Linked DNA regions of Canis lupus: region 1 is linked to region 2. A link is a contact called in public Hi-C data. All regions are on one chromosome and are shown on one strand. Each heading gives the region's core, a stretch centred on a gene start, on an enhancer-like site or on the middle of the called end of the contact. The rest is flanking DNA. Distances are from core to core; before and after follow the strand shown. Region 1 holds the start of CD79A (CD79a molecule). Region 2 has its middle 18 kb from the start of RABAC1.

Region 1 (4,005 bases), core at 522-3,021, 50 kb after region 2:
TGCCGTAGCTCAGGAAGATGTCGGGCCAGGTGGCGTTGCCTTGGAGGACGCGCCACCACGTGATGTTGAGCTTGCTGGACAGCCTGCTGCGGTTATGCAGGCACTGGAGGCGGGCTGTTTCCCCCAGGCTCACCGTCATCGATGGCGGGCCCCCGTCCACCCACAGGGCCTGGCTCCCGGGGCCTGTGGAGAGGAGGAGACAGGGACTGTGGATGGGCCCCAGCTCTGGCCTGCAGCAGCAGCACCCCTGGGCGCTTGTGTGTGTGTATGTGCGGAGGGTGTTGAAGACACTCCCGAGGAGGAGTGTAAGACACCTTGGGGTGGTGACACACCCCTGCAGGTCCCCACACCTCACCAGCGCCATCTCTTGCCACCCTCCCTGCCTGCGCTCTGTCCTTTGCCCCCAGAGAACTCAGTGGCGTTTGGATATTTGATTTCCTTGCAGTAGGAGTGCCCTGGACCAGGTAGCAACCTCCAGGATCAGTCTGGGCATCACCTCCTCCTCCTGAAGGCCTTCCAGGCTCGCTTTCCCAGCCCCCAGCTTCTCCTGGCACCTGGCACTTTATCTGGTGTAATCTTCACTAACCCCTTCGAGGTAGGTTCTCTCATTATCCCATTTTGTAGGTGGGACAGCTAAGGCCCAAGGAGGATGCGTTGATTGCCTGGCATCACCAGGGCAGCAAGAGAGGCTAGCATCTCAAAGTCTGAGCCTTTGGGCCTACCTTGCCCTGTGACCTCAAACCCGTCTTGTTCTTTGTAACTTGTGTGTGTAGACCTGGGGGTCAGGAGTGAGTTAGGTTGGCAACTGGGTGTGCGGAGGGTGGGGGTGGGGGGTTAGGGGAGGGCCTCAGCGAAGTGGTTGGCTGCTGGGGAAACCCCAGCTCCCAGTCCCCCAGGCAGGCCCACCCACCTGGCTGGCTCTGCTTCTTTTGGAGGGAGGAGGTGGGAGGTGAGGGAGAGAGGAGGAGGAAGAGGTGGAGAAAGAAGCAGCAACCTTAGGGGCGTGGGAGCCAATCCCTGGCCCCACTCCCAGTGTGTAACCCGGACAGTCACAGCCCCACCAGCTGGCATTGTATGGGGTGGAGGTGGGGAGGAAGCCCCAGGAGGGCAGTGTCTTGATGAGGAGCCCCCTTCCCCAGCACTGAGAAGGGGTTCCCTACACAGTGGGGTGACGGAGATTCAAGGCAAAGAAGGAGAAAGCTGTTTCTTCTCTCTGAAGCTGAGAGCTACCCCCAAGTCCCCTTCCTGCCCCCAGCTCTGGAGCTCAGTCAAGGGCAACCTTAGTTCCTTATTTTGACCTGTGGGGATGAGGGGGTGGGGAAGTCGTCTGTCGCCCTGTTCTCCGTCCATGTGGCTGTGGACACCCCTTCAACTTTGCCGAATCCCCTGCAGCCTCCCCTCGGACCTGCGGCCTGCTCAGGATGGTCAAGCAGGTGGATGCAGTTTCTTTAGGGGCTTTCCCGGCACCCCCCTACACCTGCTGGCTCTTCACTTCCACTCCCAGTGCCTTCGTCTCTGCCTCTGCCCTCTCTCCAGCCTCCTCAGTCCTCCCCGCCCCACCAGCCCCCACCTCCCAGCACCAGCCTGTTAGCCACGTACCCAGGCCACCAGCAGAGATTAGGAAGAGGAGAAAGGTGGTGGCACACAGCGCTTGGAGGAGTCCGGGACCCCCAGGCATCTTTCCCAGTGGGGTGGTTGGTCTGGGGAGCAGCAGTCCTGGGGTACCAGATTCCACCTCGGCTGCCCCGAAACCCCGCCCCACTTCCTGCCCAGCCCTGCCGGAGATGGGCTCCAATGGCCCCACGGCTGGGCCCCTTCAGCTGTGGGCTGGAGGAGGGGGGGCAGCCCCTGTCACTGTGCTTCAGGCCCGGAGTGGAGAGAAACCGCTCCCTGCACCTGTGGCCACAATTCCCCTGAGGGGAGGTTGCTGGGTGGGGGAAAGAGACCAGTCGAGGCCTGGCTCCTCACAGGCCAGCCCTGGGAAGGAAGCCTGAAGGAGCCAAAGTCTGAGGTGTCTCTTGCCTACTGGTGATCTGCCGGCCCGGAGCTTCTGGGCCTGGTCTCTGCTCTTCACTGGCTGTAGGCAAAGCTTATCTCCTCTCTTGAGCCTCCATGTCCTCACTTCTTGGTGCTGGAACCCAGGATTCAAAGGGGTTGTGCATGCAAAGCTCTGAACACAGGGCCCAGCCCATAGTAGCTGCTCAGTAAAAAGTGGTTACTACTAATGCTCATGAGGAAAAAAATGAGGCAGGTCGACCAGCTCTATGACTAGGGGTGGCTTCCTATTCTGAGCCTTGGCATTAAATTTTTTTTTTTTTTAATTTTAAAGTGGGACGCCTGGGTGGCTCAGCGGTTTGGTGCCTGCCCTTGACCCACGGCCTGATCCTGGAGTCTCCGGATTGAGTCCCATGTCGGGCTCCCTGCATGAGCCTGCTTCTCCCTCTGCATGTCTCTCTCTCTCTCTGTGTCTCTCATGAATAAATAAAATCTTAAAAAAATTTTGTTAAGTAATCTCTACACTCAACAGGGGGCTCAAACTCACAACCCCAAGGTCAAGAGTCACCAGCTCTTACTGACTGAGCCAGCTGGGCACCCCAGCCTTAGCATTTAGAGAAGAGGATGAGAATAACTCCGGTGTTGTAACATGAGATGATGTTCCCAGCACCTGAGTGAGAAGTTAGAGCCACGGAGGGTTCTTGAGGCAAGTCAGCCTCCCCACAAGTGGGCAAGGTAGGCCCCGCCCCATTGTACAGAGAAAACGGGCCCAGAGAGATGCCGTAGCTTGCCTGGTGTCATACGGCCTGGGAGTGGTGGAGCAGAAATTCAAAGTCACTTACGTGTGCCCACATACCTTGGAGCATCATTGTAGGTCATGTGGAAGGAAACTGAGTCCGAGGAGTGGGGGTGGGGAATTACAAGAGATTGTTGAGATGTTTGTGAGCAGTCGGGGGACCATCACGCTCACGCATAAGGAGACACTTAGGAAAAAATTTTACTGCAGGGACATTTTTAGTAGCAAATGTGGAAACAAAGAGTCCATGTAAGGGAGATGGGATGCACACATTGTGATGTAGGCAGCCCGTGGAGTAGCACTCCGCAGAGGAAGAAGCTGAGCTCTACTTGTCAACATGGCTGCATCTCAGAAACGGCATGAAAATGACAAAAAACATGTAGCATGCAACAGTTGACTTGTTTCCAAAAGGCGAAACGACATCGGGTGCCGTTAGGGACACGTGCACCTGTACTTGAGGTGTGAACTGTGCGGGGGAGTGACATCCAATTCCTGAGAGGGGTTCCTTCTGGGGGGGAAGGGAGGGCTGGGACTGGGAGGGATAGAGGGCTTTGCCCATCTTGGTTTTAGGTCTTGTTTTACTTCTTTAAGCTGGGTAGTGTGTCCACGGGTTCTTCTCACAGGAATAGGAATAGGAAGTTTTGCATACTTGAAGCATTTCATAAGTTTTTAATTTTTTAAAAAATTTTTATTTATGATAGTCACACACAGAGGTAGAGAGAGGCAGAGACACAGGCAGAGGGAGAAGCAGGCTCCATGCACCGGGAGCCTGACGGATTCGATCCTGGGTCTCCAGGATCACTCCCTGGACCAAAGGCAGGCGCTAAACCGCTGCACCACCCAGGGATCCCCCATAAGTTTTTTAAAAAGTGCAACCATCACCTATGTGGAGGAGCATGGGCCACAAGTTTGATTCCTATATTTGGATTTCAGCTCTGCCAACTGACTGGTTGTCTGGGCCTAGGTTTCTTCTCCTGTAATCTGGGCACAATCCCCCTGGAACCCCCTTGTCCTGCTTGTGAGGCTGCAAGAGTAGGACAGTGAGTTTTTTTTTTTTTTAATGATTTTATTTATTGAAAGACAGAGACAGGCAGAGAAGCATGCTCCATGCAGGGAACCTGATGTGGGACTCAACCCCGGGACTCCAGGATCACATACTGGGCCGAAGTCAGGTGCTAAACTGCTGAGCCACCCAGGTGTCCTGGACAGTGAGC
Region 2 (3,940 bases), core at 600-3,099:
CGCACCCGGGGCCAGGGCAGGGCCCCGACCGGCCGGCAGCGAGACAGGAGGCCACCCAGAGAAAGTTCCGGGGGCGCCGACCAGGGGGCCGAGGAGGGTCCGACCACAGCAGCCCAGGCAGCGCCCCCAGCAGTGGCTCGGCCCCCAGCTCTAGGCCTTCAGGGGGTCCGAGGGGGAGGATGGAGCTGGGGGGTCGGAAGCCTGGGTCCCAGAGACAAGTGGGCTCCTTATAGGAACTTCTGGATCCTGAGGGAGGGGAAGGTTGGGGACCAGGACTCCCGCCCCGGGAGGAGAGGGGGCTGGGAGCCCGGACTCCGGGGGCCCTAGGCTGGGAGCTTGGCACTGGGGGGGGGGGCTGGGTTGGGAGGCCCCTGATTGATTTCTGTTTACCGGCTGTCCCCGCGGGCGGAAGAGCGAATCGCGCCCCATCCATCAACAGGCTCGCAGCCTCCCTAATAAAAACATTTTACTCCTAAATGATCTCGAACTAATTAACTCAAAGTGTTAATTAAAGTTTGCGCAGACAGCATTGTCATCGGGGAGGGCGGTGGATCCATCTTCCTGAGAGAGAGACAGGGTTTGGGGGGGCATCTGGGGAGGCAGGGAGAGCTCCCCATCCCCCTCCGGCACTGACTGCCGCCCACTGCCCTCACCACCTGTCCTGGGGCCTCCCCTGGCTTCTCCCGAACGGCTCTGCCTCTGCCCCCTGAGTTTTGCTCTGTTGCTCTCTCGACCTGCGGGTGTCTCTTCCATCTCTGTCCCTGTGTCAGTCTCTGTCTCTGAGTTTTTGTGTCTCTCTGTCCCTGTCTCTTGCTCCCTTGCCAGGCGACTGTCCCCCACGTTGATCCGACTTCCCATCAATGTGTAACCTTTATCTTCGTGTCTGTGTGTGCCTTGGGGTTATGCGTGTGGACATGCATATGTCAGAGGATGCATGTATGGATATGCATGTCTGAGTGTGTGTGTACACATGTGTGTTTGAGTCCAGAGACGTGTGTGTGGACATGTGAATGGTAATGTTTGTGCATGCACGGGGATGCAGGAGCCCAGGGCTGTGTGGTACCTGGACGTGTGTGTGACTAATGCCCATAAGCAGGCTGTGGGACGCTACAGGGAGTCCCCGAAGCAGCGAGGAGCTCTGCAGGTCCCTTGGGACAGGGCCTGGGTCTCCTTCCTGTTTCCCTCCAACACAGGCAGGAAGGAGCAGGTCAGCAGGTACGCTAGGTGAGTGAGTGGCCAGGTGTGAACTCAGCTGTGAACTCCTGCTCACTCGCAAGCGCAGCCCCTCCCTCTGCCTCTGGGCCCATCCCCCCTTCCCCCTCTTCCATAGCCAGCTGCCAGCAGGGCAAGGGAGCTGGGGCCAGGACAGGCCACCAGGCCATGGGCATCCGTGGGGTGGCTGGCTGGGCGGCCCCGGTGTGAGCTCATACATCAGGGCTGACAGGCTCCGAAAGCCCCGGAATTAAAACCTAAATCGAATATTGATCACCCGCTCCGGCCGTGGCGCCCACTACGGCTCCCCCTCAACTCCCCCGCGCTTGCTCCCTGCTCCCCGGCTCTCAAGCGGCACCACTGTCCTGTCTTTCTCTCTGTCTCTTTTGCCTCCTCTCTCCCCTGCTGCTCACCCCAGCCCTACTTCTTCTGGTGACTTGTCTCTGTCCCTAGCAGGTGCCAGAGACAGAGAGAGAAATACCCAGAGACAGAGAGAGAGAGAGAGAGAGAGACACAGGGATGCACAAAACAGACCTGGATGTGAAACAGTTAAACACGAGCCCCAAGTCAGACCCAGAGCAAGCAGCACATAGACACAAATCCAAGCAGACAGACAGACAGACCCAAGCACACAGGTACCCACAGATAAGCACAGAGGAAGTCACACACAGTCACACCCTTGAAGTCACACAGACACTCACACACAAATACCACACGCATGGTGCACACAGAGAAAGTTACACTCAGACACAGACGGGCACACAGACCTCCATAGGCCCATGGAGTTACAGCCACACACCCAGGATCACAAAGGTGTGACACAGATGGAGAGACAGGCACAGTCACAAAGCAAGTTACAACAACACAGAGCAGAACAGAAAGCACAGCCGTTCATACAAGGTAGAGAGACACACAGCTCCAAGTGGCAGAAAACACACACACACACACACACACACACTCCCCATCCTCCTGTTCCCATTCATGCTGACACAACTTGTAGCCACCTCCCTCTGACTCACCCACCCCAGATGCCACCCCAGTTCTGGCTCTAGAACCTGCACAGAGAGGAGGCTCTCCGACCTCACTCCCCCTGCCCCCAAACCAACACTGAGCGGCCCCCTCCATGCCTCAGGGTCCTGGGCTGGTCCCCGAAGGGATCTAGAGAGGTGGACTCCGGAGAGGACTGAAAGGGCTCCCCACCAGAGAGGGACAGGGACAGGGCCAAGGTCATGCTGCCTGCTGGAGCTGGTCCAGAGATCTGAGGCCACGGCTCAGACCACCTGTGGGATGGCTGGACAGTGGGAAGAACTTGGCTGGGCCACGAGGGCTGGGGCCCCAGCGGTGGGCGGGGGCACTGCCCCGCCCCCGCCCCCGCCCCCCACCCCCACCCCAGGCTTCCCGGCTGGGGCGGGCTGCGGTGGAGGCGGGCGGTGGCGGCTGCCGGGGAGAAGATGAATCTTTCATGAGTGATTTGCGGCCGCCTCTTCTCGTCCCGTGTTGTTTAATGTTTCAATTTGGGCGAAAGCAAAACATTCAATCAGGCGGATTAAGTGCGTAATGCGTCTCATCGCTCAATCTGTCGCCTCCGCCGGGCAGCCCGCCGGGTGGGGGGGGATTAGGAGGGGGTGGCGGGCAAAGACCCTGACCAGGGGAGCCGGGTCCCCAGCTTCACTCCTAAGCTGTGCCTTGGGAGGCCCCTCGGCCTGGAACCCCCCCAGCCCACAGTCTCCCCGAATCCTGGGCTCAGCCTCACCCCCACGTACCGCTTTCTGCTCCATCTCAGGGTGTCCACTTGGCTTTTGGGGCCCTGGCTCTTCTGTACCCCTCTGTCCACCTGCCAGGCTCTCTCTCCGGGTTGTGTCAGCCTGTCTTTCTCCATCCACGTCTAGTGTCCCTCTGTCTCCCCATGAGTGTCTGCCCATCTCTATCTCTGCCCTTTGCTCTGTGCCTGCACCTCCTTATCTCTCCGTCTCCCTGTCTTCTCACTGCCTGCTCCCCAGGGCTCCCTCTTCCTTACATCTCCCCTCTCTAGATCCATCGGTCATCCCCTCCCCACCCCCCACCCCCCCGTCACACTGTCCTTCTGTCCACACGGCCCTGTCTGTCTCTCAAACTGGCTGTCCCCGAGCCTTTACATCAGCACAGCGTCCCTCCGTCTAACACCAGTCTGTCCCCACTCCGCCCGACCCCTAACCTGCGCATCCCCAATGCCCAGTCTCCTCTCTCAACCAGAGCTCAGTCCTCTGCCTGCCCGACCCTTGCCCCTCTGTCCGCCTACGTCTCTGTCCCCTGTTCATCTCTGTCCCAGTCTGTGTTCACCTGTCTCTCTGTCTCGCTCCCCTGTGGGTCGGTCCCTCTGCCTTCCCTTGACCTTGTCCGCTCCCTGTCCCCGGCTGCCCAATCTCCACGTCCACTAGGGGGCAGCAGGCACAGGCTTTTCAGGTGGGGAGGCTGGCAGGATGGCTGAGGGGCTTCCCAGCCCAGCCCAGTGCCTGGGTGCGGACCTCCCCCTTCAGGAGCACCCACGCCAACCAGCCCCTCCTCCTCAGACTCAGAAGTCGGGGTCCCCAGCCATCTTCTCTCTCAATAGCAGGGGTCCCACCGTCCAGCTCCCTTCCCTCTCTTCAGGCAGCCTGTGAGCTGGGGTGGGGGTTGGGGGTGGGAGGGTGTGCTGGAGATTTTAGCTGGGGGCCTGGCAGGCAGTAACCAGAAGTGTCACCACTGCCTG

The links. Hi-C and Micro-C count contacts between places; a contact is called where the count stands out from the background.
Region 1: a contact with region 2 is called in a Hi-C map of blood, with 4 times the contacts expected there. The contact joins the promoter of CD79A here to the enhancer-like site in region 2. A contact is called at or near these places in 5 of 9 Hi-C or Micro-C datasets (amygdala and blood).

What each region holds. Positions count from the first base shown.
Region 1 is chr1:113,152,987-113,156,991 of UU_Cfam_GSD_1.0, forward strand. It overlaps CD79A (CD79a molecule), which reads right to left and starts at 1,772. Exons shown (of 5, transcript NM_001313834.1): 1 at 1,600-1,772; 2 at 1-183. The coding sequence starts at 1,678. LOC119867179 (a long non-coding RNA gene) reads left to right here. Exons shown (of 3, transcript XR_005354594.1): 2 at 446-595; 3 at 2,330-2,389.
Region 2 is chr1:113,102,477-113,106,416 of UU_Cfam_GSD_1.0, forward strand. No RefSeq gene overlaps it. Among named protein-coding and RNA genes, the nearest start is that of RABAC1, 18 kb to the left of the region's middle. Within about 2 kb of position 1,850, at least 2 of the 20 cell types and tissues checked have an H3K27ac peak or open chromatin away from gene starts, as enhancers often do. A contact at or near this core is called in blood, where this site is marked.